Linked DNA regions of Mus musculus: all the other regions are linked to region 1. The links are chromatin contacts, called in public Hi-C, HiChIP or PLAC-seq and promoter capture Hi-C maps. All regions are on one chromosome and are shown on one strand. The core of a region is the stretch at or near the end of the contact, and the rest is flanking DNA. Distances in the headings are between cores, read along the strand shown.

Region 1 (5,969 bases), core at 1,154-3,653:
CTGGGGTGCAGAGAGGATGTTGTCTCAAGAAACAAAACAAGGGGCTGGAGAGGTGGCTCAGCTGCTCTTGCAGAGGGCCTGAGTTTGAATCCCAGCATCCATGTGGCTGCTTACAGCCATGTGTCACTCTGGTTCTGGAGTCTCCATTGCCCTCTTCTGGCCTCCATAGGTACTGTATGCATGTGGTGCAGACACACACATAGGCAAGTCACCCATACACATAAAAAAAACAAAACAAAACAAACCCACAAACAAGATAAAAACCAAATGGCCTTTGTTGCTTAACTCAGAGAGTTAGGCTCAAACAAGACAACATAGGGAAAAGTCTTTTATGAACTACAAACGACAGTATGTCAAGTAAAAATAAATGCTATCACAGGAGGGAACTCTAGGGACCCCAAGCCTGTCTTAAATTATCTTAAGCAGAGCGTAGCACCCAACACTATGTGACATCATCCCCTGAGCGCTTACAGCACCTGTACAATTTGCTGGCACTCACCTCTGTTAGCCTCTAGCTGACCCAGAAACTATTCCCAGGGTGGATAACGGACCCTTGGGCATCAGTGTGGCAAACAGACTCACACACGCCCAGACATCCATTCCTCACAACACTGAAGACAGTGGTTGGGCTCTCCCTGTATTTCAGCTACTCCTAATTGTGGGAAATGTGACCCTGACTCAAGGCTGGCAACAGTGTTAACCTCGAGCACGCTTCGGAAAGAAAACGAACTGTCATTTTATACCTAAATTTGTACCCAAAACAATCTGGGTCTGGTGATTCGGGTCTATACTTTCCAGCTTCGGGGGAGGTAAGGCAAGATCATAGGTTTGAAGCCATCCTGAACTAGAGTGAGTTCTAGGTGAACCTAGACAGCTTAAGGAGACCCTGCTTCAAAGTCGTTTTCAAAAGCCAGCTAGCGAGAGTGTAGCTCAGTGGAAACATGCTTGTCTAACGTATGTGAGACGGACCCTAACTATAACCCCTTATACCAGAGGGGGAGATTTTCATGAAAATAAAGAAAATAAAGCCGCGTTTCTTCTTTTGAGTAATAGGCAAAAAAAAAAAAAAAAAAAAAAAAAAAGACATCAGTCCTCAGCTATTCGGGAGGCTCGCTCTCTTGCACCCCTCAAGGGGTGCGGAGTCACGTAACTGAGTGTGGGCAAAGACGTCTAGGAAGTCGCCTGACTCACAGGCTCTCTCCCAACACAGCCTGCGGGGGGGGGGGGGGGAGGCTGTGCCTCACATGCACCCCTGTGGTACCAGCTTCGGCTTAGAACAACTCTCCCACACCTGAGCCACAGGCAGGGTCAGACTCCTTTTGACAAATGAAGGCCCGGTGGTGCCAGTTTTGCTGCTACAAAGCTGAGACCACGGCAGGCATTCCCCGAAGGCAGGGAAGACAAGAGGGGCAGGGGTGGGCTGACTGTCAAGAGTGTGCGTGTGGCTTTCCCTTGGAAGGACCTGGCTGTGGCTGAAAGGGAGACTCTAGAAAGACGGGGAAACAGAAAAGAGCAGAAAGTGGAGGCAGAAAGTGAGGGTCTGCAGTCGGTCGCGGCTCACAAGCCGGTCTGGGTGGGCGAACCCCGTGCCCCGGGCCCTCCCCTGCGCCGGCCCGGGACGTACTGTTGTCCTCCGCCTCCTGCGGCGCCGAGGGCTTGCCCATCTTCACCCACAGGATGGCCAAGAAGCCGAGCAGCAGCCCCAGGCTGGCCCAGAGCAGGAGCCGAGACAGGCAGCGCTCCAGCCACCGGCCCACCTCGGGTCGGGTCCGCCCGGCGCCCGCCGAGCCGGTGCGCGAGCCCTTCAGGCCGGGGCGAGCGTCGGCGCCGAGGAGCGCCGAGTGCGGCCGCGCAGAGGCCGACGGCGGGGCCCACCAGTGGCGGCCCCGGCCCGGGGCGTGCCTGTCCGGCGTTCGTGTATCCTCGTCATCCTCCGAGCTGCCCCGGACCGAGGCGCGGCGTCGCAGCGGCCCGGGCCCGGCGTGGGGCGGGTAGGAGAGGCCGCGGCTCGCGGCCCAGGGAGAGGCGGAGGCCCCGAAGTTGCCGTACGGCCCCGAGGCGTCGGAGGCCGCGCTAGGCGCCGGCGGGGAAGGCGACAGCGGCCAGGGCTCCGAGCGCAGGACGCTGGCGGCGGGCCGCGCGCGCAGCGGCGCTTCCTCGCGTAGCCGGGCCTCCTCCCGCTGCCGCTCGGGGCCCCGCGGCCCGGCGTCCTCCCGCGGCCCGGCGTCCTCCCGCAGCCGCTCGTCGTCGCGCAGCCGGGCCTCGCCCCGCAGGCGGCGCAGCTTGTTGCGGTAGACGTTCCGCGTGGTGTCGGTGATGGGGCCTGGCTGGAAGCCCAGGGCCTGCAGCTCTCGCCGCAACTCCAGGTCCGACAGGCCGGCCATGGCCAGGACACCGCCCCCTCGCCCGCCCCCGGCGCGCACCGCACCCGGAACTGCTCCCGCCGGCAGCCGCGGCGGAGCGGGCGGGGCCGCGCGCCATGATGGGAAGGGCGACCACGGACGCCATATTGGGAAGGGCGGCGCATGGAGGCTATGTCCGCCATGATGAAAGGCGTCTGTGTCGGCCTGGCGCCGCCATGTTGGTGAGGTCAAAGGGTTGGTTTGGTTACTGTTTTGTTTTGTTTTACTTGTGTGTGCAGGTGCTTTCATCTCTTCCCCCCGCCCTCTAGCTTATCTTTATCTGTCAGACCTAGCAGTGTTTATCCTAACGCAGCGTTAGCACGTGGTAAACGTTCAATGGAATGTTGATTTACTTAATGGATGAGCTCAATGGTGTAAGAAAACCACCGCCATTAATAGAGATCCGGCCCACTTGCCAGTCTCCGGATGGGCGTCGAGGCTGTGTGTCGGATTTGGGTGGTGGAGTAACCGCCCGGCATGCTCTCCAAGACCTTATCTTGACTGCTGCTTCAGGCCAGCTTCAGGCATGCACTTGGTCGACACTGAAACTTCAGGAGTGTGCACCCTTGGGACTGGAGAGATAGAAGACTCTGGGCGTAACAACACTTACAGAGGAGCTAGGGTTTGGACATCAGTGGCTGGTCACGTCATGGACAATTCCAATTCCAGAAGATCTGGTATCTTTCTCTTCCGGTCTCTGCTGGCATGGTATGAACCTGGTGCACATACAAGTGGGTAAAACACTCGCACATAAAATAAATATATTTTTTTAAGGTGCAACTCTGAGACAGATTGATCCTCTGTGGCCACGGGTGACCCAAAATGTCCTCATAGGTGGATCCCTATACTCTGAACTCTTAGGGGCAAATACCTATGCCCTAGGTTCCCGTAAATGTTGGAATTCTCTTGGGTGATGGGATCGGGAGACCCGTGTCTTACGGTTTAGGGGATGATCTGCAGAGTCTTGCAGTTTGATCTCCAATCTGCAACCATTTAGTGTGTGGTAATTTCCAATTAACATTTCTAGCCAGCTTCCCATAACTCCCTAGAGGGCTGCTATAAGGATTAGAAGAGACCTTCAGGACAGGGCCTGGAGCGCACTCCTCCCTTAGACAAATCTGTGCAGTGTTGGAGTTGGGAGCCTTGAGGGGGTGGGGGCAGTGATGTGGTTACCCTTACCCGTCCCCCCACCATCTAACAAACACAGTTCATGGCCTCACCCTCTCCCCTTGCTGTTCCTTCCACATCCTTCACCCATCACCTCCCTTTTCCTGGCAATATTGCAGCTCCAGCTTCCCAGCCCTCGAGATCTCCCTGCAGCTCTACCTGCCACCCTCCCTGCCTTCCCTGAGACCCTGGGCCGTGCTCCTCTGTCAGAGTTTCATCGCTCTGTCGCTTGTTAAACCCCAGGAGTATTCAGTGCCGGCCACACAGCTGGGAAAATTACAGCCTCAGCTCCGCTGGGCTTCTGTCGTTTGCCTCCCCTTCTCCCTGACTTAGCTGCTCCCATGTGGTGTGATTTCTCTCACCAAGTGTTGTTTTCCTTTTCTCTGCCTGTGTTTTCGCGGAGTGCCACGGATTTGATATAGTGATTGCCTAACACATATACCACATAATAGTATTTTATTTCTTCCAAAGCACTGTTTGCATGACAAATGAGTTGGTAACATTTGAGCAACTCCTTGCAGCTGTATGTATGGCTCAGTATCCGAAGCACAAGCCTGTCAGCGTCGGTACTGGCCGAGTGCATTCTCAGAGTGTCTGAATGGATGTTCAAAGTGAGCATTGTGGTGTCTCACAGACCTGTGGTCTGTTTCATCCCAGTGAATCTAAGGAGGCATAGAAATCATGGACGGTTCCGGGGCCACCCCTAATGGTGGCACACCATTCAGGCATCCTCTCACACACCTAGGACCAAATGATCCATAGCAAGCTGTATTGACCTCCCTCTAGCCTAGAACTCAGTGTTAGCCTTTAGCTACCTTGGCTTGCCCTGTGGCTCATGGGTGGCTTCTGGCTTTGTCTTCTGGGCCTCTTGGTCCTAGGCATTGTGTATCAGCAGCCTCCAGCCCCAGCCACTTACAGGGGATCTGCCCCTCAGGTCCCCTTCTCTGCCCCTGAAAAAGAGCCTTGGGGGGTGCATCTGCTTCTCTGAGTTCCCGGCCCTGTCTGTTCTTTCTGGGGGTTAGACCACTGTGGTCCTCCATGGTACTCCGTCCCCAGGACTCTTATTCTGTTGGTAGATTTGCTGGGCGGTGTCCACGAAGCTCCTGAAGGAGCTCACCTCTGTCTAGCCACCTCTGCCCCTGTCCTGTCAGAGCCTTCCTAAGGGGTCTGCCTGGCATGGAAGGCGTATGTAACAAAATGGAAATGGCTCAGGGTCGCTAACTGAGAGCTAGCTCTACTTTGTCATTACCGTGTGTGTGTATGTGTGTGTGTGTGTGCACATACGTCCTCATCATGTGTATAACTGAGTGTGTAAGTGTAATTGTATAAGTGTGTGGGTGTGTGTGTGTAACTGAGTGCACGTGTAAGTGTGTATTATATAAGTGTGTGTGCTATGTGTGTGTAAAGTGTATAGCCCTTGCTATGCCAGTCTTTTTGACTTATTAAAGGCAGACAGAAAAGACAAAATGTTGAGCCTGTGGCTGTTTATAACCACATCCACAGCAGCAGCAGAGGTGATGAGTTGCTGGAACCCTCTGGGTCCCCAGAAGGCCATCACATCATGCCGCTCCTCTCTTGCTAGCCTCTTCCTGTTTCAACAGAGCCCTGTAATAACAGTGGCCATAAATCTTTCATGGCTCCATTTTTCCCTCCCCCACTCCCGGCCAGGAAACAGTACACACGTTCAGTCCTCGTCATGCCGAGTGTGTTCTTGACTCACACTGTTGAGAACCTCAGCTGACCCAGGCTTCCTTTGATTCACACGATAGTGGCATCACACAGAGGGTGTGTGGGGGTCCTGGGGAGAATGCAGTCAAAAGTGGGGCTCAGATTCCACTGGTGTGGCTTCAAGTGGACCCTGCTTGCTACCTCATCTCAGTGCCTCGTGCAAGAGGGGCCGCCCACCAGCTCTCTCCCAGCCTGCGGGTCAAGGGAGGAGGTAAATGGAGTGAGAGGGAAATGCCGGAACAGGCTCTACAGGCTGCTGTGCCCCTTGCCTTGCACAGCTCCCCCTCTGGACCACACATAGGTGTCTGAGGCTGAGCCTTCTTCTGAGGCACAGACTGTATCACCAGTGTGCTAACACATTGCGCATGAGGAAAGCGCGTGCTTTCAGATTGCTTTCTTTGGGGCTTTGTCCATGATTAGATTATACTAAATTACAGAGGACGGATACCAGGCAATTACGCTCTGCTTTTAACTATTCAGTCTTATGGTTAATCTGTGCACCTCAGTAATTACGGAATCCCACCAGTGTGGTTAGGGAGAAAGCAGTGCATCATCTCCATCTTGTGGGGCCAGGCTCAGGTCACCCAGCTATTATCTGGGTCCTGTGTCAAGAACAAGCCTGCCTACCAGGGGCTAATCTCCTCTCAGCCACCTTAAATCATCCTGCTTTAT
Region 2 (5,969 bases), core at 2,230-4,729, 1.4 Mb before region 1:
ATACCTAGTAACCACAAAGGTCAGAAGAGGCCATTGGCTCCCCAAGAACTGAAGTTACAAACGGTTGTGAGCTGCCTTATGGATGATGGGAATCCAACCCAGGTCCACTACAAAGTAGCATCTAAGTCCTAACAGATAAGCCATCTCTCTTGTCCCGTAAACCATTTTTTATTAGCTATTTTGTTTATTTACATTTCAAACGTTGTCCCCATTCCTAGTTTCTCCTCCGAAAACCCACTATCCCCTCCCCCCTCCCTCTCCTCCCCAACCCACCCACTCCCACTTTTTGACCCTGGCATTCCCCTATACTAGGGCATAGAACCTTCACAGGACCAAGGGCCTCTCCCATAAACCATTTTTTTTTTCTCTGTATAGCCCTGGCTGTCCTGGAACTCACTTTGTAGACCAGGCTGGCCTCGAACTCAGAAATCCGCCTGCCTCTGCCTCCTGAGTGCTGGGATTAAAGGCGTGCGCCACCACGCCTGGCCCCATAAACCATTTTTTAAAAGTTGAAGCAATCTTCCTGTCTCAGTCTCCTGTGGCAGGATTATAGGCATAAATCGCTCTACCTGGCTATAGCTCTACCCTGTCTTTAACAGCCTTATCAAGATACAAACTCACATACTGTACAATTGCCCCCATTTACAGTGTACAGCCTGCTATGTGTGATGGCATTCTCCTGTAATCCCAGTGTTCATAAACTAAGTAGGAGGATAAAGAATTTGAAGCCAAGGCTGGATTGTGGTGGTGGTAACAGTGCACATGGAGGCAGAGGCAGGCAGTTCTCTGTGAGTTTGAGGTCAGCCTGGTCTACAGAATGAATTTCAAGATAGCCAAGGCCATACACAAAGACCCTGTCTTAAAAACCAAAAACCAGCCCGGCAGTGGTGGCACACGCCTTTAATCCCAGCACTTAAGAGGCAGAGGCAGGCGGATTTCTGAGTTCGAGAGACCAGCCTTGACTACAGAGTGAGTTCCAGGACAACCAGGGCTACACAGAGAAATTCTGTCTTGAAAAACCAACCAACCAACCAAACAACAACAACAACAAAAAGAAACAAAGAAAAACCAAAAACTAAAACCAACCAAACAAAAGGATTTGAATCCAGGCTGGGCTGTTCAGTGAAAACAAAACAAAACAATAGGGCTGGAGAGATGGCTCAGTGGTTAAGAGCACTAACTGCTCTTCAGAGTCTAGAGGTCCTGAGTTTGAATCCCAGCAACCATATGGTGGCTCACAACCATCTGTAAGATCCAATGCCCTCTTCTGGTGTGTCTAAAACCAACAAAAACTGAGTATAGGATTTTAGTACATCAGTTTTTTTCTCTTGTAAAATCGCATGCATTTGTGTGTGCACATACATGTGTATGGGTACATTTGTGCTATGTTGTACCTGTGGAGGCCAGAGAGTCAGTTTTCTATTTCCATTATACAGGGCCTGGGATTGAACTCAGGTTAGCAGGCTTGGCTGGCTAGTGGCTGGCCATGGGCCCCAGGGCTCTCCCTGTCTCTACCCTCTCAGTGGGATTACAGGCAGCACATGTCACTGTGTTCAGCTTTTACATTAATGTTACAAGTCACACTCAACTCATTCCTCATGTCTGCACAGCAAACACTACATCAACTCTCATCTCAGCTGGGTGTGGTATCGAATGCCTTTAATCCCAGCACTTGGGAGGCAGAGGCAGGCAGATTTCTGAGTTCGAGGCCAGCCTGGTCTACAAAGTGAGTTCCAGGACAGCCAGGGATACACAGAGAAACTCTGTCTTGAAAACAAAGAAACAAACAAACAAACAAACAAACTCTCGTCTCAGCCTGATTGTTACCATTTCTAGTAGACATTTTGGTGACATTAATGATGTTACAAAGCCAGGCATGGTGGCACACACCTTTAATCCCAGCATTCCAGAGGCAGAGGCAAATGGATCTCTGTGAGTTCTAGGCCATCCTAGTCCACCAAGCGAGTTCCAGGACAGTCAGGGCTACACAGAGAAACCCTATTCTGTTTAAAAGAAAAATGACATTCACGTGTGCAGCATCTATTCTAAAGACTTTTCTAACCACCCTGATCAGAAACCTTCTCCACACCTGAGGTCAGCTTTCCATCTGCAGGTTTGCCTGTCCTGGACATTTTTGCTGAATGGTGTCACACGTGTGGCCTTTTGTGACTGGCTTCATGAAATCCACTGATTGTAATGTCTTCAGGGATCACCTACATTACACCAGGACTTCATTCTTTCTACTGTTCCAGGCCATTCTGCTCTGTCTCTCTTATTGGGCCTTGGATATGCCTCACATCTGCCAGCCGTCCACTGGGTTTGTTCTAATAGACTTGGGTTTGGTGGTGGTGGTGGTGAGTTTGAATTTCCAGGGATCTATGTATCACCCTCCTTCCAGCATTAGAATCCTCCCAGCAACCCTGTATACAGTTACCAAACCCAGACACTATTGTGGATGCCAAGAAGTGCATGCTGAAAGGAGCCTGATATGGCTGTCTCCTGAGGCCCTGCCAGAGGCTTACAAATACAGAGGCAGATGCTAGGCAGCCAACTGTTGGACTGAGCACGGGGTCCTCAATAATTAAAGAAAGGACTGGAGAAGCTGAAGGGGTTTGAAACCCCTTAGGAAGAACAACAATATCAACCAACCAGACCCCCCAGAACTCCCAGGGACTAAACCATCAACAAAGGAGTACACATGGCTCCAGCTGCATATGTAGCAGAGGATGGCTTTGTCATGCATCAATGGGAGGAGAGGTCTTTGGTCCTATGAAGGCTTGATAGATGCCCCAGTGTAGGGGACTTTGAGGGAGGGGAGGGGAGAGAGGGTGGGTGGGTGGAGTAACACCCTCACAGAAGCAGGGGAAGGGAGGATGTGATAGGGTGTTTCCAGGAGGGAGGGAGGGAAACTGGGAAAGGGGATAACATTTGAAATGTAAATAAAGAAAATATCCAATTTAAAACAAGAATCCTCCTGGCAAACAGAAACTGTCCTTTGGCCCTGGTCCAGTCCAAGAACCTGCTTCTGTAAATGTTCTCCCACACTCCAGTCTTAACATCTCAACAGCACTTGTCTATCTCATTTTTTGGTAAGCCCATTCCAAGGCATTCCAGTGAATCAAAGTTAATTTTGTGTTCTCCTGCCCACTGCATCTGGAACCTTCCTTGAGTATTGCTAGGTCAAGGTGATGAATGAAATCCGGATTCCGACCCCTACGGGAAGCGGGAGAGACTCTGAGTCTCTAGTTACATTCTTTGCGTTATTTGTCTTTGCTACCCTGCTACACCACAACCAAGGGACGCAAGGGAGACCGAACGCTGTGCTGTGGAACTTGCAGCTTGAGTCCGCTGGGCCGAGCGCTCAAGGCCGCCGGCAGAGGGCGCGCACGCTTTTCAAAGCTTGTTGACGGAGAGAAATGAGCATGCGCTGGAATTTGCGTTTTCCGGCAGAGTGGCGGAACTGCATGTCATTTTGGTGTCATTTTGCGACACCCCCGTGTGACACTCGGCGGCAGTGAGGCTGTCATGGCGTCGCCCTTCAGTGGGGCACTACAGCTGACCGACTTGGACGACTTCATCGGGCCATCTCAGGTGGGCCGGCCAAGGGCGAGTCGGGCAGGAGGAGGGTCCGAGCCTGGCCGTGCACCTCGGGAAACCTCTCTCGTCTGTGTCTTTTCCCAGGGCCCAGGACCCAGGGCCTCAGTCAGTCTAGTTCCCTTTTCACAAACACAGACAACTGAGGCCAGGGAGGGCCAGACAACGCGGTTACTGGGCCCGGAGCGATCCCTGGGACCATGGGAGTGTTTAGTGGTGACAGGCAGGTTTAGTGTTTAAAAAAAAAAGGTGGGGGGACTTGTTGTTATGTGATCTTAAGTTACTGTTGTAGTAGTGTCACCCAGCTGGTGATGCAGAGACATGGTGGGGCTGAGTTAGCCTCCACACACCTGTGAGATATCCCTTCCCACTCCTCTCTCAGAGCCAGTTGTCATCTCTGTGGACAGGGACCATGTTGAAGGGACAGGTTTGATGTCCACTTGGGCCACAGCCACAGCTAATGTTCCTGACGTTGCCTCGAGGAAGAGAGAGGGATACAGACAGACCGCCCTGAAAACAGGAGCTGCTGCCCTTGCTGGGTCTTCCTTTGTCTCCAGAGCTAGCCAAGTCCCATGACCCATAAAAGACGGGCTGAGCTGCCACACGGACAGGATGAACTGGGCCATCTTACCCGAGACTGGCCCTTTTCTGGAAAGCCACCAAGGTTCAGGAAGCGATAACAGGAGATGTCCAAGAGAAGGGGAGAGACATGGAGTTTCATCTGTGGTCGTGGGATGGAGGTGACCTCTAGATGTTTCCAAGGAAAGCCTTCCTGTCTGGCCAGGCCTCTGACACTCTGATCTCCGGGGGTGTGCTGCTATGTGCACGTAGGAAGGGCAGGCTAGTCAGGGCTTCTTGCATTAGCTTGCATATAGAGTTTGTAGCAGATTTCATGGTGATTCTGGAGAAAGAGTGGCCTTGATGGCATTCTCCTCACCTTGTACAGAGAAGGGTGGGCAACCAGAGCTCAGCATGGCTTCAGTGGCAGGAAGGTGGTAGAATTGGCCTCGGTGGTGAGCTTCACTCTATGGCCGGTAGCCAACCATCCCTGAGGCCCTCCATACCCAGCCCCCCACCCCACTCCCCACCCTCCCCACCCCCCGTCCAAGTTGCTTTCTCCTAATAGAGCCTGGTGTGGGGTCTTTCCTGGTGTAGAATTGCATCAAGCCTGTAAAGGTGGCTAAGAAGCCAGGAAGTGGCATAGCCAAGATCCACATTGAAGACGATGGCAGTTACTTCCAAGTGAACCAAGTAAGGACCCTGAGGTCTCACCACATCCCTGCTGGGGGCTGGCGGTGGCAGGAGGGGGAGGGAGGCTGGGGTGTGGATCTGAAACACACATCTTCTTCTGCCTTTCCCAGTCGCAGATGTGGCCACCCTGAAACTCACTGCATCTCCCCAGCTCTCTCACTGGTCACATTCACTGACCACGGGGAGCTGAGATGATGAACAGGGCTGCCATGGTGAGCAGCCAGTCTGTCCTGTTCTGCACGGGGCAGGAGGAGCCTCCCCTCCTCCTTTGCCCCCTACGTTTAGTAGCATAAGATTTTGAGGGGGTTGGTTCCCTCAAGCCCCTCCTCCCTCTAATCTGAAAGTTAGATCCTGATGTCTGTTAAAATTAACCCTGCCTGGCTGCCCTTTGCACTCTAAGGAATCCCCTTCAAAATACCGTGCGCCACTGCCCTGAGAAGGGAGGCCCAGCCATGGGACCTCTGAATAGGGGAGGAACCTTGGGCAGGTTCAGGGAATGGGTGTGCATATCGCCATGAGCAGTGACAAGCCCAGCTGTTTGTCTACAACAGTGACCTCGTGACAGTCTGTGGCATCAGCTAGACCCCAGTGTACCAGGAGGCCCTGGTTCTCAACAAGGGGTCCCATGGATGGAGGGACAGAGGAAGGTGCCCATCACCACTGGTCTGTGCTTTAAGGACAAGTGGCCTTGTCCGCATGATGCTGGTGTAGCCTGGGCCTGTGGACCTTTGGTTTCCTGGCGTGGTTAACCTCAGGTTGGGGCATTGGCACCAAGCACAGGCTCCGAGAATAGCTGAAGCTCACCTAGCCCTGGCTCAGACCATTTCTGCATCTGCAGCAGTGTTGATGGGCTCAGCCTGGCACCACATTTGCATGACAAGAACCACTGAGGGTGTCCTGGAGGCCCTGGTTTGAATACTGGGGTCCTGGGTCTGTTCTACCAATTCTGATAGTTGTTACTGTCTGTACAGCCTTCTCTCGCATTCCCCCACCCTCTCTTCCTTCCTCCATTCTTGGTTATCCCTCCTCTATTCCCAGCCTGTCCCCACAGACCAGAGCAGCAGCAGCCAGTCCCAGCAGGGCAGTTGCTTCTGCACTGACTTATGGAAAGACAGCCTTGCTCA
Region 3 (5,969 bases), core at 2,019-4,518, 1.4 Mb before region 1:
TTGAAGCCCAGAGGCCCAGGAAGGACTCACCCCTGGCCTCATCCCAAACTCAAAGTCTTTGAGCGGTTGGCCTTCTTCAGTCAGCCAAGGGAACCCACCATGTCCTTTTACAGTATGGCCGACATAGGACACTGCTACTGTACCCAGAGAAGGGATCTGGTGAAACTTCCAAGGAGAACAAGTCACAGCCACTGTGAGTGCTTTCTGTTGATATAGGAGAGGTCTACAAGTCAGGCAGAGAGAACCAGAAGCTGAACAGCCTTCATTCATTCTAGCAACCCTCGCTACTGAGTAGGGTTCTCTTATCCCTGCTCTGGGCTATCTCAGTTTGAATGGAACACTGGTAATCACTGAAAATGGATGGCTGCTTTGTTAAGTATCTGATAGGTGAAATGGGGTTGGTGACAGTGGGCAGCCTAGTGGCCTCGGCAGCTGTAGATTTGGGCCTCTATACCTGCTGTATACCAGGCAGGCTCTTGAGATAGTACCTCCCAAGAATTGGGGAAGAAAACACTGTGTAGACGAGGGCTCACTGAGCTAGTCAGGGGACTATCCAAGTGCAGATGCTCCGGGGCTCCAGGCAGTGCTATGCTGTCCTAAAACCACGCAGCAAGTATTATGCCTGGCTCGGAGACTGCCCCTCCTACCCTCTCCTCACAGGGCCCTAGACACTGCATCCTGGGCCCAAATCCAGCAGAGGCTGCAGGACTTCTCCCAGGACACTCAGGTAGTAGGGAAGGAGCGGCGGAGACCCCCTACTCTACCTCCTACCATGGCTCATAACTCATGCCTCCACCAGGCAGAGCTAGAACGGGAACGGGCACAGCTGATGGTCCGGGCCACCATGGCAGAGCAGCAGCTTTCTGAGCTACAGGAGTATGTGGACCAGCACTTGGGCAGGTAGGCTGGATGTGGCTCCAGGGTCCTAATCTGGTGGAAAGAAAAGAATCCATGGCCAGACAAGTGATTTATCATTCCAATCAGGTACAAGCAGGAAATCTTGAAACTGAGGAAGTTGGTGAATATTGGAGATCCCCAAGGAGTAGAAGCTGTATCTTCGCCGGGTAGTGGTGGCGCACGACTTTAATCCCAGCACTCCGGAGGCAGAGGCAGAGGCAGGCAGATTTCTGAGTTCGAGGCCAGCCTGGTCTACAGAGTGAGCTCCAGAACAGCCAGGGCTATACAGAGAAACCCTGTCTCAAAAAAAAAAAAAAAAAAAAAAAAAAAGCTGTATCTTCCACTAGGCCTCAGCGCCCAAGGACTCAGAGTCACTAGCTAGTCTCCCAGAAAAATCTCAAAAGAAATCTCTTTACAGCCAGCATGGAACCCTCTGGACACCCTGCCCCAGGAAGTGATTCCTGGAACAAACAAAAGTCAGGATTGAACCCACAGAGTCTTTATTTTATCCAGTCAGCCAGTTTGTCAAACAGGGGCTCTAGGGACTAAGGTAGAACTGGACTCTGGGATGGCCTTGATGGGCACCCCACAAGAAGACACAGTTGGCCCAGAACCATGGACATCATAGGCCCAAACTCTGTCAGTGCCCTCGCCCACCACAGCTACAGGCTGCCAGGTGGGAAGGGGGAATCGTCCAGATACCACACGGGCCCCCACAGGGAGCTCTGCTTGCAGTTTGTCCTCCAGCAGTTGGAGCTGTAGGAAAGAACAGGAGGGAAAAGAACACAGGAGCAGGTCAGAAAAAGCTGCCCCATCCAGCTGAGCCCAGAACATATTCCAGGCCCGAGAGCATCCAAGAGCCAAGACTGTGGCCCTGATCTCCCAGCAGGACAACAGACCCAAAACCTACCACACTGGGAGCCAGGAACACAGACACGTTGTGACAGTCCCTGAGGCTCACCTGTAGAAAACAAGGGTAAAGGCTGGAGGGCATGCAGTCCCCAAGGTAGGGCCTCTAGCCCACCCAGATATCCACATAATAGCCACTCAGAGCATGAAACTTGGGAGATAAAGATATCAGGAGCTGGAGGTGTGCCTCAGGTGGCAGAGTGCTTGCCTAGCATACACATATCCCTGGGTTTAATCTCCAGTTCTGCATAAACTAGGTCTGATGCCTATAATCCAAGGCTAGTTTGAGATAAGCCTGGACACACATCTCAAAAAAAAAAAAAAAATGAAAGGAAGAGGGAGGGTAAAGAAAATCAAGTTTGGAAAGAAAGAGAGTGGGAGGGGGAGGGAGGGGTATCAAGTTTGGTAGGGTACCTTCCAGAGATCTTTTCGATGGTAGCAGACACTCGCAGAACAACCGGCTCTCCAGGCATGCAGCCGTGCAAGTCCCACAAGCCACGGGTTCAGCTCATATCCCATAGCTGGACGGAGACCACATTGGTGGGCCGCCAGCACCTATGGGAGCCAAGAGTGTGGGATCTGGATGAAGGGAATGGGGCCACCACCAGAGGGACAACGAATATATAGACACAGGTCTTACGATCCTGCCATCACCAGAGCCTAGATCCACCATTTTTCCAGGGCGGCCTCGCAACAGTGACAGCACGTTCTCAACCTGCCGGGCACTCGCGCCAACGTAGGGCACCTGAATAAGGAATTTGGTGGGCTGAGGCTAGAAATCACACAGGCAGAAGCACCAGTTTGGGGGCCGATGGGAGCCTACTAGATTTCCTTTCTTAAATTGATACCATCCAGTGAGCCCCGCCCACTCTCCAGTCATAGGCCCGTACCCCCTAAGTAACTCAATCCCAGCTTCATTCATTTAGACTTGGTCTTGACGAAAGACCCAGGCTCCGCAACTTCCTGGTCCCAACTCTCCGTACATCGGGTTCCCGGGTTAGGTCCCGCGCCATAATTGATTCCGCCCATCTTTACGCTACCTACAGTAGCCTTGACCCCACCCATGGAACCTTGGCTTGCACCAGTATTGGCCCCTTTCCTTCCAAGGTTCAACGCTGCACCTGCAGCCTCAGAGGCACCCGGCGGAAGCCCGGCTGCAGCAGCAGCGCCCATATAGTATAGACGGCCAATCCCGAGCCTGCCGCCGCTTGCACTATCTCCAGCAAGCCCAGCCGCTTCTCGCGTAGCTCAGTCAACGCTTCGGCTGGGTCGTCCTGATCCATGATTGACAGACACTCAGTTCCAGGTCCTACTTCCCAAGGCTCCCGGCCGGTAATGGAAGCGGTTGCCCTCCCCGCTGCCCCCAGCCTGAGCCAAACTCTATCCGCTTGCAGCGTACGCCAGCCAACCGCAGCCGCAACTGCAGAAATCTAAGTATCCGCTGCGATCAGTCGCCGGAAGTGGAAGAGGCCTCCGAGGCCAGTCCGACATTCATTCTTTTCCGCCCAGCCATCCGGGGGACCCTCCTTGGGTTCCGGGTGATGGTTTGGGGTAGCGATGACCCAGGCGATGGGCGAGAATGACAGGGTTTGCCACGAGTGGGTCTACGGTCCGAGACATACAGCGGTCAGCTTCAGGGTCCACTTTACAGACAACCACATGGAATGGAATCTGTTCTAAATCCCCCTGAGGCTGTACTGCTGGCCGGCAGCCTCGGGTTATAGCCAGGGTCTATAACTGAAAGGCACTCTCACGCAAATTCTGTTGATCAAGACAAGAAATGACTGAAAGCCTACCAAAAATCCAGAAGCAAACCACAGAGGACGTCCTTCCAGCCGCCCCTCCCCCTCTTCCGCGACAATAATTAGGCGGGAAACAGAGAGTATTCTGGGGTCGAAGGAGAGGGGCGGGCAGCTAGAGACAGATGTTGGCTCTCTAGTGAGTACGGAGGGAGGGGGCCGGATGTGAGCGACTGGGTGCTGGCAAAGGGCCCAGCCTAGGGTGGAAGACAGCCCAGGAGTCCGGAAGATCTCCTTCTTTCAAAAATAAAGGGTTGAGTGACTCTTAGTAAGGCCCTGCATGGAAACAGATAGAGCCTTGAGTCAAGCTGCTGGACCCCGACCACCCACATCAAGGCTAACTGTCTGAGAATGGTAGATCTTCCCTGACTATGCTCACTCATGGCCTCTTCGGCTATCCCTAGCATAGACGGTGATGGCTTCCAAACTGAACATGCCCAATACCACCACCCTATCGCCCAGGCACAGAGTGTTACCCTCCAAAACCATCTGCAGGACAGGTGTCGCAAGACAGCATGTATTCTGTGTACATGTATTCTGCAGAGAGGCTCTGCTCCATCCAGCTCAGAACCTGGCCACCGGAAGATTTATACCAGAGCCCTCCCACACACTGAATTCTAGACAGGGTTGCTTGGACATAGCTATTCCTGTCTGCTGCTCCTGGCAGTACTCTAAGACCAAGAGCACCCAGGAAGCCCTGGCAACTTGACCTGACATTGGCACCCACACTCTGCTCCTCAGCTGCCAGGGCTCTACTTGGAGGTGTCTCTGCTCCTCGCAAGGCTTTCCCAGGCTAGCTCCTGTGATTTGGGTCCTGCTTATACACACCATCCTCCTTGCTGTCTCTGTCTCTACTGTTTGGAGTCTTCACCACCTGTTCCCTAGAGCAGACTTGAGGCCACTGGACCAGCCTTCCCCTACCAGATGGAAAGACAAGGGTCTAAATCCTTAGCACTCCATGGAGCTTGGGGAGAAGAGAAGTAGTAGCAAGGGGCCGATTCAGAGGCAGATATGGAGGGAGAAAATGCAATGGCCTACTCTTCAGGAGTGATCTCGGACTCTCAGTGCCCTTCCCTCTCCAGAAGCAGTCTATGGAAAAGGAGCATGCTCTCTGTCCACCCTCAGATTACACAGATGTGATTTAAGTTATCTGGTTATAAATATCCCAAAGAAGCCATTCCGGGGGCCTATGTAGGGTGTGGCACCACCATTGTCATAGTCTGAGGCAAGGAACCATATGTCTGGTCTCTGCACAGCCTTGTCACTCTCCCAGTCTGAATGAATAGTCTGTTGGGACTGATGATGGGTGAAAGCCTTAGAGGGAGGTCACGCATTTCCAGAACTCCACTCTCACTCCGCACAGCACGGGAGCTGAAGCTGTTTCCCAGGAGCCATGAGGTAGAGGCAGAAGAAATCTGACGGACGTCCTAAGAAAACCAGCGCACACCTCACTCAAGGTCTTTCAAGCCACAGGCTTTGTCTGCTCAGGGTCTCACTAGCCTTTTGCGAAATAATGAGGCCCAGGAGAAAGGCAGGCATAGCAACAATGGGGCCAGTGGCGGGAAACAGTCTTTAGAGACCCCATTGTCCATTTCTCCCGCCGGAAACGAACAAGCAGGATCCTGCAGAGGAGACCCCACACCCTGCAGGCTCTCTGCCATGTCTGGATGCTCAGCACGTCTCAGGGGCCTCCGGACAGAGGGGCCCATTCTTCCCCAAGGGCGGGACCGGGCCAAGGATGACTGTATGGCTCACAAGGACCATGGAAGGGAATGGCGCGGTGCCAGACTAAAGAACCCCTCCCTAAAGGCCTCGTAAGGAGCTGAAAGTGATGTCTGTCTGTTTGCCGCCCCCCCCAGGCCACCTTTAAACAAACAAAAAAACAAACAAAAAAAAAACAATTAGCTCAAGTCTTCCAAACTACGGCACGGTTGCTCTGAACCCCAGCAGCACCCTGGAATTCGAGGAAAACATGAGCTCACTGGTCAGCAGGCTAAGAAGGGTTAGAAGGGCAGCAGACTGGAGAGTAGACAAAGTGAGGCAGGCACAGAGCTGGGTATGCTGCCTGCCACAGAAGACCATGACTACAGTGGCTGGTATGGTCCAGATTACTTAGTATTCTACCAGCTCACTGTGGGTACCAGGATGCCATCCGAGCCACACCCTTCTCACCCACCCTCCCATCACCCTCCCCAACACCCCATCTCCAGAAGAAGGTCCATCCAGGGCTTGCTCCCAGGTCTCTCAGTCCAGTGCCATCTCACATGGGTTGAGATGGGTCGTGAGAGCAGCTGAATAGACACGGCTGAACTCTTGGAAGCGGGGAGCACAGCCCAGCCAAGCTTCGCCAAATCGGCTCCAGCC
Region 4 (5,969 bases), core at 1,260-3,759, 1.3 Mb before region 1:
CTAGAGGCCCATCCACTCTGGATGCATCTCAGGAGGCTCAGGTTAGCCAGCCTGTTATCTCACTAATGCCCAATGCCTTCAGATGGGCACTCACCCTACAGGAACCAATGTCCTCAAGGGCCATGGGCACGCCAGATGATCTGTCAGCAAGAACGTGTCTCTCGCCGGACACCGTGTGTGCATCGGGAACCTCATCGCGAACTGAAGGACGTTGGCTCTGGATGCTGGAGGCACTTACACTGGAGACTTCTCGATACCTGTAGGTCCGGCTGACCTCTGGAAGGCGACTAGATGCTGAAAGGACCTGGCATGGCTGTAATGGAACATGTGCCATCAGCACCCTTAGGGGCACCGGTCCCCAGCCCTTTCCCAAGCGCACTCACCAATGCAGAGCTACATGCCTGGGCCACAGGGGACTTACTGCTCAGCAAAGGTTTGCCCAAGACCCCTGGATGAGGCAGGTGCCGTGACATACGACCTAGGAAGACTACAATGGAGCAAAGAGCCAGGGAGGAGCAGCAAGAGGACCCATGAGGATGTCAGCCAAGGTGCAGGGAGGAACAGGAGGTTCCCCTCACCATTCTACAGATGCTATTCCATAAACGCTGCCACCATTCTATCCTAAACTCTGGCAGAGTCTCTCCAACACGAAAGCTTGGAGACCAGATGCCACTTGCATGGACCTTACGATTCTAGGACCTCAGAGGGCCACCAGCTCCGCCCTTCTCTGGGCCTATTTCCAGGCTGCCCCAGGCACATACCATGTGTAGTCTCCATGCTACTGATCCTCATTCAGGATGCCCCAAAACTGTTCCCACCAAGCCCTGTGCACCCTGTCGAACCACAGCCCACCTGCTTCTGGGGGGGAACAGCTCTTCTCATCCTGCTCATCAGGCACCTTGGAACAGTCACTTGGAAACCTTGTGGGGGGCAAACACAGGTAGAAGCAAAATCAATATCTGGGGACTAAAGGCCACCTGACCCCTCACCACCTGAGGTCCAGAGCTCCTCACCGAACGTGGATGTAATTGTCATGCCAGCTCTCCCCTTTTGGCACCGGGAAAGCCATTTCTCGAGGCATAGGGTTAACAGACAACTTTGCACGCCGGGCCTCAGTGACAGTGACAGCTACAATGAGCAGGACTGTTCTAGATCAAGGGACATTTGTCCTATCCCTTCCCACCCCAGGCAACATGCATTACCAAGTATCTGCCACTCCACCAACCAACCCACCCCAATGCTCTTCCTGGAGCTGGGAGCCCTGGTGCATGGCTCTCCTCTGAAATTGGTAAGTGGTTCTTATCTGCCAGCTAGCGGGAGGGTTCTAGCCTTCTGACTGGGATGGGGCATGAAGTGTGGGCCTCACCAGGGTCAAAGCACAGATCACTGGTGTAGAGGTTTCTGACTAGCAGGCTGGCACACAGCCTGATGCTCTTGAGATGACTATAGTGCCTGCCCAGGTAGAACATCAGGATGTCACGCAGGTCCAGCTGTAGGCAGGTCCAGCGGGCACGAGGAAGAGCTACACCTGCCAGGTCTGCAGGACACGTGCGAGGTCAGCACCTACCATTTTGTTGCAACCCCTCTCAGCCCCATCCCCTAGCTATCCTCAGGGCCACACAGAAGCACATGCCCAGTTGGGCCTGTACCATCCCGTTTTAGGCCTTCATTCAAGCCGTCCCTCTTGGACCAAATGTCACCACCTCTCCTGGGTGTCTTAGTCTCGAAGACAAAGGGGAACTGAAGCCACGTTGTGGAGGACTTGAACTCCTTAAAGAGGTTGGAGAAAGACACACGGATGACCTGGCCGTCCTATGAGGCAGAGCGAGGCCATTAGAAGGAGATTATGGCACGGTGGGAAAGCAGCAATAGACACCCAGCCCTCCTTCCAAGCTGGGCACCTCGGTGGACACGTCCAGGTGGATGACAAAGTGCTTGGTAGGCACAGGCCGGAAAAGCACATACAGGTACCGCCCAGTCAGCCCCAGAGACTGGGTGCTAGTTCTGGGGAGCTGGATGTAGTTGCTGGCAGATACAGACCCACGGATGCGATACACAGCGCTCTTCAGGACCTTGTCCTAGAAAGAGAGAGGTGCTGCAAACAGGCGCAAAACTGGAGGACAGTCACAGTGCCCACTGGGAGATTTCTCAGGAGCAGGAAGGACCCCGCGGCCAGTACCGTCACCACAGCCACATCTCCCTCTTTGCTGGACCGTTTCCACTCATCCACCCTGAAATGTCTGAATACATTGAGGAAAGGGTGCTGCCAGGCTGCAGAAGGGACGCCGCCTGAGCACCGATCTGGGGCAGCGCGCCGCGACCCTCCACCTCCGCCCGCGGGACGGGCTTCTGCACGAGGTCCAGTCACTGACGCGGCGGGGACCTCGGACCCGGGACTCCCGGGACGCGAGCCCTGACGACAGCGCGTCTCGCGCGCGCCGCTACCTCCGGCCATGGCGCTACAGCTCGCGCTTCCCGCCTCAGCTGACGCTGTCTTACGCAAAACACATAGCACGGCGCCTAGCAACAGCCTCCTGGCAACGCGCGTCACTTCCGTCGCCGCTGCAGCAACGCACAAATATCCCGCTGCTGCGTGGTCCTGGGCACCTAGCAGGCCCCTAGGTCTTGCGTGGGCTCGCCCTGCCCACTTCCACCGCTGTTGCCTCCTGCTTGGGGCTTTGCGGCCTCGCCCAGCCGGGGCCTCAGCACTGTGCAGGGAACTGTGCTAAGTAGCCGTGGTCGCTGACTCTCTCAGAGGCCTCCGGTTTTGTTTTGAGAGCTGAACCTTTTTTTCTGTATGTGAGCCAGAAAGGTCATGCTGAGACCTGTCCACATCCACGGTCCACCCAGGCTGGGCCTCATCTCTGCTTTCTAACTGTGTGGAGGTATCTGATCAGCATCCAGGGTACTCTGGGTCTCCCTGCTTCAGGAGAGTAAGGTCCCTGTGCCCACTGGGGTGCAGCTTTCAGATAACCACATCACCACAGGTTCAACATATACCCAAAGACCCTTGAGGCATTTTCCCAGTATACTACAGCAGACCTCCAGCTTGAGAGAGAAGGTCCTGCAGTCGAGGGCTAGGATTCTATTCCAGCTAAGTCCTGGTGGAGAATGGACTTTGCCTCCCAGACATGCTCTGTCTTCTCCTAAGGATTAATCCTGTTAACTAATGCACTGGGTTCCTTGCTCAACTTTTTTTTTTCCCTTTTAGACGGAATCTATGTAATCCTGGCTGTCCTAGAACTTGCTATGTAGATCAGGATAACTTTGAACTCACAGCTCCAGCCTCTGTAGTTCAGGGATTAAAGGCCTGGGCCAGCCATTCCCTTCAGAGGCCCTTCTGCAAGGTAGCTGACCTTATCTCTAAGAGCAAAGCTTTTCTTCTTCCTTCCCCCACAGCAGTTTAGAACATTTATAGCTGCCTGCCTTGGGGTTTTCCCTTTAAAGGCTAATAAATTCCCAAACTTCTATTTCAGTCTGGTTTTGTCCTTGAGCTTGTTTGTGGCCATTCTCTTTCTTGTCTCTTTCTGTCTGTCTTTTTGAGACAGAATATCTCTGTGTAGTCCTGGCTGTCCCAGAACTCACTATGTGGGAGCAGGCTGGCCTTGAACTCAGAGATCCTCCTGCCTGGCCGTTTAAAATCCATATATTAATGAAACTTAAGAACCCCAAGAGGGGACCTTGATTTCTCCAGTATCACCAAGATTTCTTCCTTTTAATTCTTTAATCGGCAGAGAAAACAAACTCTTTCCTATATCTCACTCCAGTATCACCTGGGTCTTGGGTCTGACTTTGGCCATTGTCAAGAAAAAGAGGTAGTGGATTCAGATGAGACAGCTTGAAACTACATATTTCCAAAATGAGCTGGTCAAGGACCTCATCACCCTAGTTATCGCAGCATGGTGGGGCATGTCTTTAATCCCAACACTCTGTGAGTTCCAGGCCAGCCAGCCACCTGTCTCAAAAAAAAAAACAAAAAAAAAAAACAAAAACAAAAAAAAAAACAGAGCTGGACAAAGCTTAACTTCTTCTAGTCCAAGAGTAAAGAGGTTGTGACTAGGAGGGGGATACTGCAAGCCAGTCTATAATCCCAGCTACTGGGGAGGCAGGAGGATCAAAAGTTCCAGGCTAGTGGCACATGTCTTTATTCCAGCACTTAGGAAGCAGAGGAAGGCAGGTCTCTGTGGACTCAAGGCTAGACTAATCTACATAGCAAACTGCAGGTAAACCAGGATTACACACTGAGATGCTGTTTCAAAAGAAGAAGAGGGCCGGGCATGGTGGCACATGCCTTTAATCCCAGCACTCGGGAGGCAGAGGCAGGCGAATTTCTGAGTTCGAGGACAGCCTGGTCTACAAAGTGAGTTCCAGGACAGCCAGGGCTATACAGAGAAACCCTGTCTTGAAAACCAAACCAAAAAAACAAAACAAAAAAACAAAACAAAAAAAACCAAAAAAACAAAAAACAAAACAAAAAAAACAAAGAAGAAGAGGAAGAAGTAGTAGTAAACAGAAGGCAGAGGATATAGGTCAGTAGGTCAGTAGAACAGATACCTAGCCTGTGTGAGACCCTCAGTTCAATTCCGAGTATCACAAAGTGTTAGGGGAGGCTAGAAGCTGAGACTGAGAACTAGTAGACTCGTGGCCCCAACACACATCCCCCACCATTCACCAATCACCAACACCCGAAAGGGCAGTTTCTCAACTTTATTAGCCTGAACTCCTCCCTGCCAGCCCCAGGGGCTGGTCCCTGGGCACAGTGAGCAGGACTGAGGTTAGACAGGTTTGGCCCCTGGCTCTGGCAGCTTGGGACAGCCAAGCCAAGGGAACAACAGGTGCAAAAGTCCAAATGTTGGCACTTCAGGTGTGGCCGGTACCCAGCCAGGCCACAAGGTGGATCGGCGCACCATGGTCCTCTTCTGGCAAAGGGTCCACTATGGCAACATTCCTTCCCGGACAGCTGCTAGGAACAGTTGGTGATTTTAGCCAGAAACTGCTGTGCCCACCACTCATCGAGGTCAATAGGTACAAAGTCTGTGGGTAGAATAAATGTCAGGCAGTGATGCTGCTTTTCAAGCTGGCTGGTACCTCTGCCCTCTAGCTGATCACACCCCCTAATCTGGACTCTAAGCACAGCAATTAATGGAAAACAGGAGACTCTGACCCAGCACCTCCTTCCCCAACTACCTGAGGCTACCTGGTATAGAGGGTTCTTTAGGGATTTGAGGCATAGGAGAAGGCTCACTCTGTAGCCGGGGATCAGGAGTGCTCTCCACATACTGCACAGGCCGTGGGCCACTCTCATCGGCAGGGCCGCCATCCAGTTGTCGCTCTACCTGCTGCCAGGCTGTGGGGGAAGGAACAGTTAGAATGAACCGGGCCCCTGGTGTCCCTCCCACCCCAGCACCTGGGGGCCACCTTGCACTCCAGCCCAGCTCAAGGAATGGACATGACCAGGCAGAGAGCCAAGGAAAAGTCTAGCCCGTGACCTGCTAGGAGTCAGGGTATTGTGGGGAAGGACAAGGCCAAGCCATGGCCACAGTACTGGAATTCTGTGGCCTGAGCCACACCCCCTGGTCCCTTACTACCTTCGGACACAAATCGGACGTTCTCCTCGTGGGCCACTGTGTAGGTCTCTTGGGTCCCCTCGAGGGATGGGGAGGTGGTGAGGGGTCGCCGGCCGTTTACTCGATTGAATACAAGTCTTGGCCCAGAACTGTGGGAGGGTAGGAGAGAGATACAGTTGGCACCAGCCATGTCCAGGAGCTACCTTGCAGGGTTCAAGAGCGGCCCTGGTACATACCCACTGCACCTGCATAGGCCCAGGCCCAAACTAGACCCTTCCTTAACCAGAGCAGCTGCCCTTAGCTGCTTCGAAACAAGGCCTCTCTGCTTTCAGACCCTGAGCTGACTGCAGCTCAGCTCTGTAGCTCTGGGCCCAGGGAAGGTGAGTGATTGCAAGTCAGAAA
Region 5 (5,969 bases), core at 1,017-3,516, 1.1 Mb before region 1:
ATGCACGGTCATGCAAGTGTGTACAAGACTGCCCATTAGGAGTGGACATCATCACCTAGTCCTCCAAAGGTCCTTTGGACACAGTAAAGGGACTAGAGGAAGGGTACTTCCCTCCCAGGGGCTGAGCAGGAACGGGGCAGAGTCTTAAGAGGAGCCGACAGAGGAGAGGAGCCAGGATGTTGGGAAGCTGACCTGGGTAATCAGCGCCCCTGACCCCAGCGCCTGCCTATTGTGTCTCGTGCTATCACAGGTGATTCCAGCCAAAGGCTTCTATGGCCTCACAAACCACTGTGTCTCTCCTAGGTACTACTTGTCCTCGGCACACTCGTCATCGCCATGTCCTTGCAGATGGATCGCAGGGGCATCTGGAACTTGATGGGACCTTGCGTCTTTGCTTTTGTGATCATGGCCTCCATGTGGGTAAGGAACAGGGCATATAGTCTCCTGTTCAGACTCATGGAGAAGAGAGCCAGGCCCTTAATTCCAGTTATGCTGGGAGGGCTCCAAAACTCCACATCTGTTTAGAGTCGGTAGCAGCTACCCATAGAGCCCCAGTCTGGCTATGTGCCTTAGGTCTTGTGCCGATAACCACTAGGCATGAGGCCATATGCACTTCTCCTGCCCAGATCTAGATAGACCCCATACCTCTTGGCTCTGGGTCTGCACCAACCAACCAACTCCCATGTGGCTATCCACTCTAGATATACCGCTGTGGGCACCGGGGACAGTGCTACCCAACCTCCTGGCAGCGCTGGGTCTTCTACCTCCTGCCTGGCATCTCCATGGCTTCCGTTGGCATCGCCATGTATACTTCAATGATGACCAGTGACAATTACTACTACACCCACAGCATTTGGCACATCCTACTGGCTGGTAGTGCAGCATTTCTTCTGCCACCACGAGAGGAAAAAGCTGGGTCCTGGGCCTGTTTGCAGAAGTTCCCTTGTCACTACCAGATCTGCAGGAATGATCGGGATGAGTTGTACACAGTGACCTGATAAGGCTGGTTCATGGACACCTGAAACTCTAATGACCTCTTCAGCTAGGACAAGCGAGAGAGGTGCTTGTCTAGCCCCAACCAGGTTTCCATCTGAATAAAATTGTCCTGAGACGCTTGGCTTCTTTCTCCAGAGAAGACCCCCTCCACCCCAAAAAATCTTTATGGCTGCTGCCAATTCCTCTGAAGGTCACAGCTGTTTCCACCTGGAGCCCACAGGTGCCACGTGTGGGCTGATCACGCTGTTATGGATGGGGATACAGATAAGGGATTCCTGTGGTCCCCTTCCTTTGGAAAGCCGTGATATGAGACCCACAAGCAAGGAAGTCTGAGTGCACAGAGGTCACTCACTGTCTCTGACATCCTGTACCCTTAATGCCATCCTGCCTTGGCATGGGGATACCCTCCTGCTGCAGTTGCTATGGTAGAGTCCAGGGTCATCAGAGAGCTGATTAAGACCTGGAGTGCTGTGTGCTGTCCCTCCCTCATTGTCTGTTGGAGCAGGAGGCCTTCGGGAGAGCCTGAGGTAGCAGGCTGCTCAGCTGTATGAGGTCTGGCTCCAGAAGGCACACAATGCTCGCTAGTGTTCCCTTCTCTCTTAAGGGGTCCAAGGCCCCAGTCTGGTGAGCATTCTCCTGTGCTGGCCCTAGACACTTGGATGAGGCTGACCCCTACTGGATCAACTGAGGATTAAGGAGTGGGTTCTGGATCCCCAGCCCAATCTTTCTGGTCTCCTGGGGTCACTGAGCTGGTAGTGCTGTGTGCCCAGGCCATTTGGTTCCCACTGTGAGGCTCATCTGCTCTGAGTACTGGGATTGCAGGTGTGGGCTTCTGGGCTCCTTCCCAAGCTACTAACATCCTTTATTTGGCACCAAAGCACACTTTAGCCCCTGAAAGGGGAAATGTGTATATTCTGTTGGGGGTGGGGGGCAGGTGGTAAAATGTTACTGTTCTAAGATATGAAGGCATATTTTTATGTAATTGGTGAATTTAATATTCTACAATAATTTTTCAAATCAAATGAGTGGTCTTTTTTTTTTTTTTCCTTGCGTCCCTGGAGGGAAAGGGAGGTTGAGCTCAGGGTAGCCTTTCCCAACAGGCTTGCCAAAGCTGCTGGGGAACTCCTGGGCTGCACTTGGCAGACGGTGCCTTGAACCCATTCGCAGTAGATAATTTTTCATGGTCCCTAAAGGAGGCGGAGGGAAAGGGATTAGTTTAGATGGACGGGCGTTGCTGCCAATTGGCAGCGAGCGAAGGCGCACGTTCGGTGACGCTATTCCGGTTCCGGGAGGCGCGGGCGCGCTCTCCTAGAAGTAGAGGGTCGCGCGATGCCGCTGCACAGGTATCCTGTGCACCTGTGGCAGAAGCTGCGGCTGCGGCAGGGCATCTGTGCGCGCTTGCCCGCCCACTTCTTGCGCTCACTGGAAGAAGAACGGACGCCGACCCCGGTACACTACAAACCTCACGGGACCAAGTTCAAGATCAACCCCAAGAATGGGCAGCGCGAGCGCGTTGAGGACGTACCCATTCCAGTTCACTACCCTCCAGAGTCCCAGCAGGGACTGTGGGGTGGAGAGGGCTTGATTTTAGGCTACAGATACGCCAACAACGACAAGGTGGGTGCGGACCATCTCGGCTGTTCTGCATGCTTTGCTGAGCAGGCGCTGCTCTGGGCGCCACAAACGGTCAACCAGACTAACACAAGCGTTTTGTTTACGGAGCAAGCTAACTCCGATAGCAAAGTCTAGTCCTGAAGTGGGGTGGTCCTGGATCAGATAGTATCAAAAGTAAGGACAGAGTGGGGACAGTGGTGGAGAAAAGGAAGGAGGAAGGATAGATTCGAAGCTTGTGCCGAAGAGGAGGGAGAAGTGAAATCTGCTTGTCACCTGCTAGTTTCTATGCGCATTTCCCTCATTTTTAGGACGGAATAACTTTGCTCCTAGTACATAAAAATCAAAAAGACCGAGATGACTGCCTGGAGTCTATCTCTTCTGGTGATACTCTGCTCCTAGGCAAGCCCTGTGGGAGGAGAGAGTATGTTTCAGGCCTTCCAGGGTGTCATTCACTTGCCTGTGGCTACTGGGTTTCAGCTGTGTGAGAATCTGGAACATATACCAGTAGCATTAGGGCTAGCCTGAGTGAAGCAGACATCTAGGTGGGTGGGTGTCCAGAGCCAGCTCAGGGGCCCTGACCTGCATCAGTGGTCCTGAGGAGCGTCTGAGGAAGGGAGAGGGCCTGGCTCACAGTAGCCCAGGTTCCAGAAGGGTGCTTTGGGGCCCACTTGGTCTATAGGAAAACGGGAGGTTTCTCTTGCACCCTTAGCTCTCCAAGAGGGTGAAGAAGGTGTGGAAGCCACAGCTGTTCACTCGGGAGCTTTACAGTGAAATCCTGGACAAGAAGTTCACCGTGACTGTGACCATGAGGACCCTGGATCTCATCGATGAGGCCTATGGATTTGACTTCTATATTCTCAAGGCAAGCAGGGGTTAGTGCACTCCAAGGTCTTGTCAGACTCGTGGGAAGTGCCGAGTGCACTGCATGGGCATGGGCAGGGAGTGTGGGGCACCCCAGGGTAGCCATTACAAGTAGGACTGAGTCCCTGTTGGTGCAGCCCCTGAAGCTTTCTGTCTTGCTGAGGCCACTCCCTGTGAGTCGCTGACTTGTCCAATGGTTGTAGCCATTTCTTTTTCTTTCTTTCTTTCTTTTTTTTTTTTTCGAGACAGGGTTTCTCTGTATAGCCCTGGCTGTCCTGGAACTCACTCTAGACCAGGCTGGCCTCGAACTCAGAAATCTGCCTGCCTCTGCCTCCCGAGTGCTGGGATTAAAGGTGTGCGCCACCATGCATGCCTTGGGCCTGACCCATATAGGCTTGGATGCTAGCGCTGATCCCAATGCCTGTTCTGCTGTGGTCTAGCTTAGGGCTGCCAGCAGCTGAAGAAGAACCCATAGGGTCAGCTGACAGGGTGGGGGGGTGGGGTGGTGAGCCTGCTGTAGCACCCGACCCTATGTGAACCTTCTGCCAGACCCCTAAGGAGGACCTGGGCTCCAAGTTTGGCATGGACCTGAAGCGAGGGATGCTGCTGAGGCTTGCTCGCCAGGACCCCCATCTCCACCCTGAGAACCCTGAGCGGAGAGCAGCCATCTATGACAAGTACAGGGTGAGAGTTTCCCCATCCTGCTTGCTGCCCGAGGCTCCTGGCCCAGCCCCCACACCTCATGCCAGCCTCCTCTCCTGCTTATTCAGAGCTTTGTCATCCCCGAGGCAGAGGCCGAGTGGGTTGGCCTGACGCTGGAGGAGGCCCTGGAGAAACAGAGGCTTCTGGAGGAAAAGGTGAGTACCTGTGTACCGGCAGATCTCAGGCCACTGAGGTTGAGTGATGGGGGGGGCGGGAAGGCTAGCTTTTAGGGTCTGCCACACCGAAATGCTGCCATACGTTTGGTTCCTTCCATTTTGAAATTGCATGGCATGCTTCGTCTCGTGAAGCCCTTCCCTCTCTTTCTCTGAATGCTCGGGGATCTTTGGCACTAGGCGTTTTCTTTCTTTCTCTCTTTCTCTCTCTCTCTTTCTTTCTTCCTTTCTTTTTTGGTTTTTCGAGACAGGGTTTCTCTGTGTAGCCCTGGCTGTCCTGGAACTCACTCTGTAGACCAGGCTGGCCTCAAACTCAGAAATCTGCCTGCCTCTGCCTCCCAAGTGCTGGCATTAAAGGCGTGCGCTACCACCGCCCGGCACTAGGTGTTTTCTTAATCCCTTGGCAGCCCCTAGGATGTTCCATTTGTGTCTGTTTCCCAGAATAGTCAAGAGCCTGTGGCGGCCAGCAGTTACAGGGAAGCCAAGGGTAGGCATGTGAGTTTGTGTGACCAAGGGAAAGCAGTCCTCTTTTGGCGGTCAAATGCCCTCCAGGATGACAAGCAGCAACATCCCCAGTCCTTCTACACCCTGCTTCTCCCCATGGTCAGCCAGAAGCAGCTGGCTGTCACCCTCCTTAGGGCGCCATCCCTGGGCTACGTTGAGCCTTACCATGCCCTCTCCCCTTCAGGACCCTGTACCCCTGTTCAAGGTCTACGTAGAGGAGCTGGTCCAGCGGCTTCAGGAGCAGGTTCTGTCCAGGCCCGCAGTGGTGCAGAAGAGAGCCGGTGACCACGCCTGAGCACTGGGCTCAGCCTCCCCTGTGGGCAGTGGGCGAACCCCACTTGGCATGTGCCGAGCACACAGTTCCTGTGGTAGACTTTTCAGAGAACCCTTCTGTGCCAGGACTCGTGGAAGCCTGGAGCGGAGCAGATGCCTGTCCAAGCTGGTCAAGTCCTTCTAGTTCTTGGGCTGAAATAAGTAACAGTCTGAGGCAGCCTGCGCCACAGTAAAGTGTGTTGGTTTGCTTGGAAGTCTGGAGTCCTGTGAGTTCTTTTTTTTTTTTTTTCCCCATCCTGAGACAGGGTAGTCCTGGCTGTCCTGGAACTCACTTTGTAGACCAGGCTGGCCTCGAACTCAGAAATCCACCTGCCTCTGCCTCCCAAGTGCTAGGTTTCAAGGTGTGCGCCACCATGGCCAGCCTCAGTTCTGTGCATTCTTGTCCGGATCATTCCTTTGTTCCAGAAACACGCAGACTGTTTGCACTGTCCAGCTGTAGCTGCTGACTTCTGCGCTGTGGGCACTGAGGGCCTTTTTGCTGCTTATGTCCCTCATGTGTGAGGCATCAGGACATAGAGAGTTGGGTTACATCCAGTGTATGCTCCTGCCTGCTCTGGAATGTTTTTCTGGGCACAGGAAGGGAGCCTGGGCCATGGGTCAGGCCTGGGAAGGGTCTCTGCAGTATGCCCTGAAGAGCTAAAAGTGGGAAGCTTTCTGGGTCCAGAGCTTTTGTCAGTATCTCTTGCAATGATGCAGAAAGTGGGGCCCAATGGACTTAAAAGGCCTTGACTTCAGCACCCCATCCTTAACTGCCCCCATTACTTGTGGTTGAGGCTATGGCTTGAG

The links. A called contact is a pair of places that touch in the nucleus more often than the background predicts. HiChIP or PLAC-seq counts read pairs in DNA pulled down with a chosen protein or histone mark. Capture Hi-C pulls out chosen DNA fragments and counts their contacts.
Region 2: a contact with region 1 is called in a Hi-C map of neutrophils, with 8 times the contacts expected there. The contact joins the promoter of Ciao3 here to the promoter of Lemd2 in region 1. A contact is called at or near these places in 2 of 39 promoter capture datasets (both in liver), 2 of 484 Hi-C or Micro-C datasets (neutrophils and regulatory T cells) and 2 of 9 other capture datasets (adipose tissue and liver).
Region 3: a contact with region 1 is called in a promoter capture Hi-C map of liver, with 4 times the contacts expected there. The contact joins the promoter of Antkmt here to the promoter of Lemd2 in region 1. A contact is called at or near these places in 4 of 39 promoter capture datasets (liver, neutrophils and pre-B cells) and 2 of 9 other capture datasets (adipose tissue and liver).
Region 4: an H3K27ac HiChIP or PLAC-seq map of microglia shows a contact between it and region 1, with 5 times the contacts expected there. The contact joins the promoter of Wdr90 here to the promoter of Lemd2 in region 1. A contact is called at or near these places in 1 of 39 promoter capture datasets (pre-B cells) and 1 of 115 datasets of contacts at active chromatin or transcription factors (microglia).
Region 5: a FOXA1 HiChIP or PLAC-seq map of pancreatic cancer cells shows a contact between it and region 1. The contact joins the promoter of Mrpl28 here to the promoter of Lemd2 in region 1. A contact is called at or near these places in 2 of 39 promoter capture datasets (liver and pre-B cells), 1 of 484 Hi-C or Micro-C datasets (CD4 T cells), 1 of 115 datasets of contacts at active chromatin or transcription factors (pancreatic cancer cells) and 1 of 9 other capture datasets (liver).

What each region holds. Positions count from the first base shown.
Region 1 is chr17:27,202,035-27,208,003 of GRCm38.p6, forward strand. It overlaps Lemd2 (LEM domain containing 2), which reads right to left and starts at 2,404. Exons shown (of 9, transcript NM_146075.2): 1 at 1,625-2,404. The coding sequence starts at 2,384. Gm34736 (a long non-coding RNA gene) reads left to right here and starts at 2,835. Exons shown (of 4, transcript XR_385492.4): 1 at 2,835-3,133.
Region 2 is chr17:25,770,297-25,776,265 of GRCm38.p6, forward strand. It overlaps Ciao3 (cytosolic iron-sulfur assembly component 3), which reads left to right and starts at 3,480. Exons shown (of 11, transcript NM_026238.4): 1 at 3,480-3,591; 2 at 4,750-4,845. The coding sequence starts at 3,526. Gm41550 (a long non-coding RNA gene) reads left to right here. Exons shown (of 3, transcript XR_876684.1): 3 at 2,114-2,248.
Region 3 is chr17:25,789,126-25,795,094 of GRCm38.p6, forward strand. It overlaps Antkmt (adenine nucleotide translocase lysine methyltransferase), which reads right to left and starts at 3,269. Exons shown (of 5, transcript NM_145410.4): 1 at 2,928-3,269; 2 at 2,447-2,551; 3 at 2,221-2,361; 4 at 1,808-1,858; 5 at 1,375-1,653. The coding sequence starts at 3,089. The coding sequence ends at 1,423. It overlaps Ccdc78 (coiled-coil domain containing 78), which reads left to right. Exons shown (of 13, transcript NM_001165929.1): 10 at 114-193; 11 at 661-727; 12 at 800-900; 13 at 985-1,388. The coding sequence ends at 1,087. It overlaps Metrn (meteorin, glial cell differentiation regulator), which reads right to left. Exons shown (of 4, transcript NM_133719.2): 4 at 5,446-5,969. The coding sequence ends at 5,850.
Region 4 is chr17:25,859,006-25,864,974 of GRCm38.p6, forward strand. It overlaps Wdr90 (WD repeat domain 90), which reads right to left and starts at 2,510. Exons shown (of 41, transcript NM_001163766.1): 1 at 2,180-2,510; 2 at 1,902-2,078; 3 at 1,650-1,812; 4 at 1,367-1,537; 5 at 1,014-1,128; 6 at 853-920; 7 at 384-487; 8 at 95-313. The coding sequence starts at 2,455. It overlaps Mcrip2 (MAPK regulated corepressor interacting protein 2), which reads right to left. Exons shown (of 5, transcript NM_026633.3): 3 at 5,589-5,716; 4 at 5,246-5,347; 5 at 4,693-5,034. The coding sequence ends at 4,964.
Region 5 is chr17:26,121,237-26,127,205 of GRCm38.p6, forward strand. Mrpl28 (mitochondrial ribosomal protein L28) reads left to right here and starts at 2,267. Exons shown (of 5, transcript NM_024227.3): 1 at 2,267-2,613; 2 at 3,320-3,472; 3 at 4,021-4,155; 4 at 4,242-4,328; 5 at 5,035-5,377. The coding sequence starts at 2,326. The coding sequence ends at 5,145. It overlaps Pgap6 (post-glycosylphosphatidylinositol attachment to proteins 6), which reads left to right. Exons shown (of 13, transcript NM_021793.2): 12 at 304-420; 13 at 702-2,018. The coding sequence ends at 998.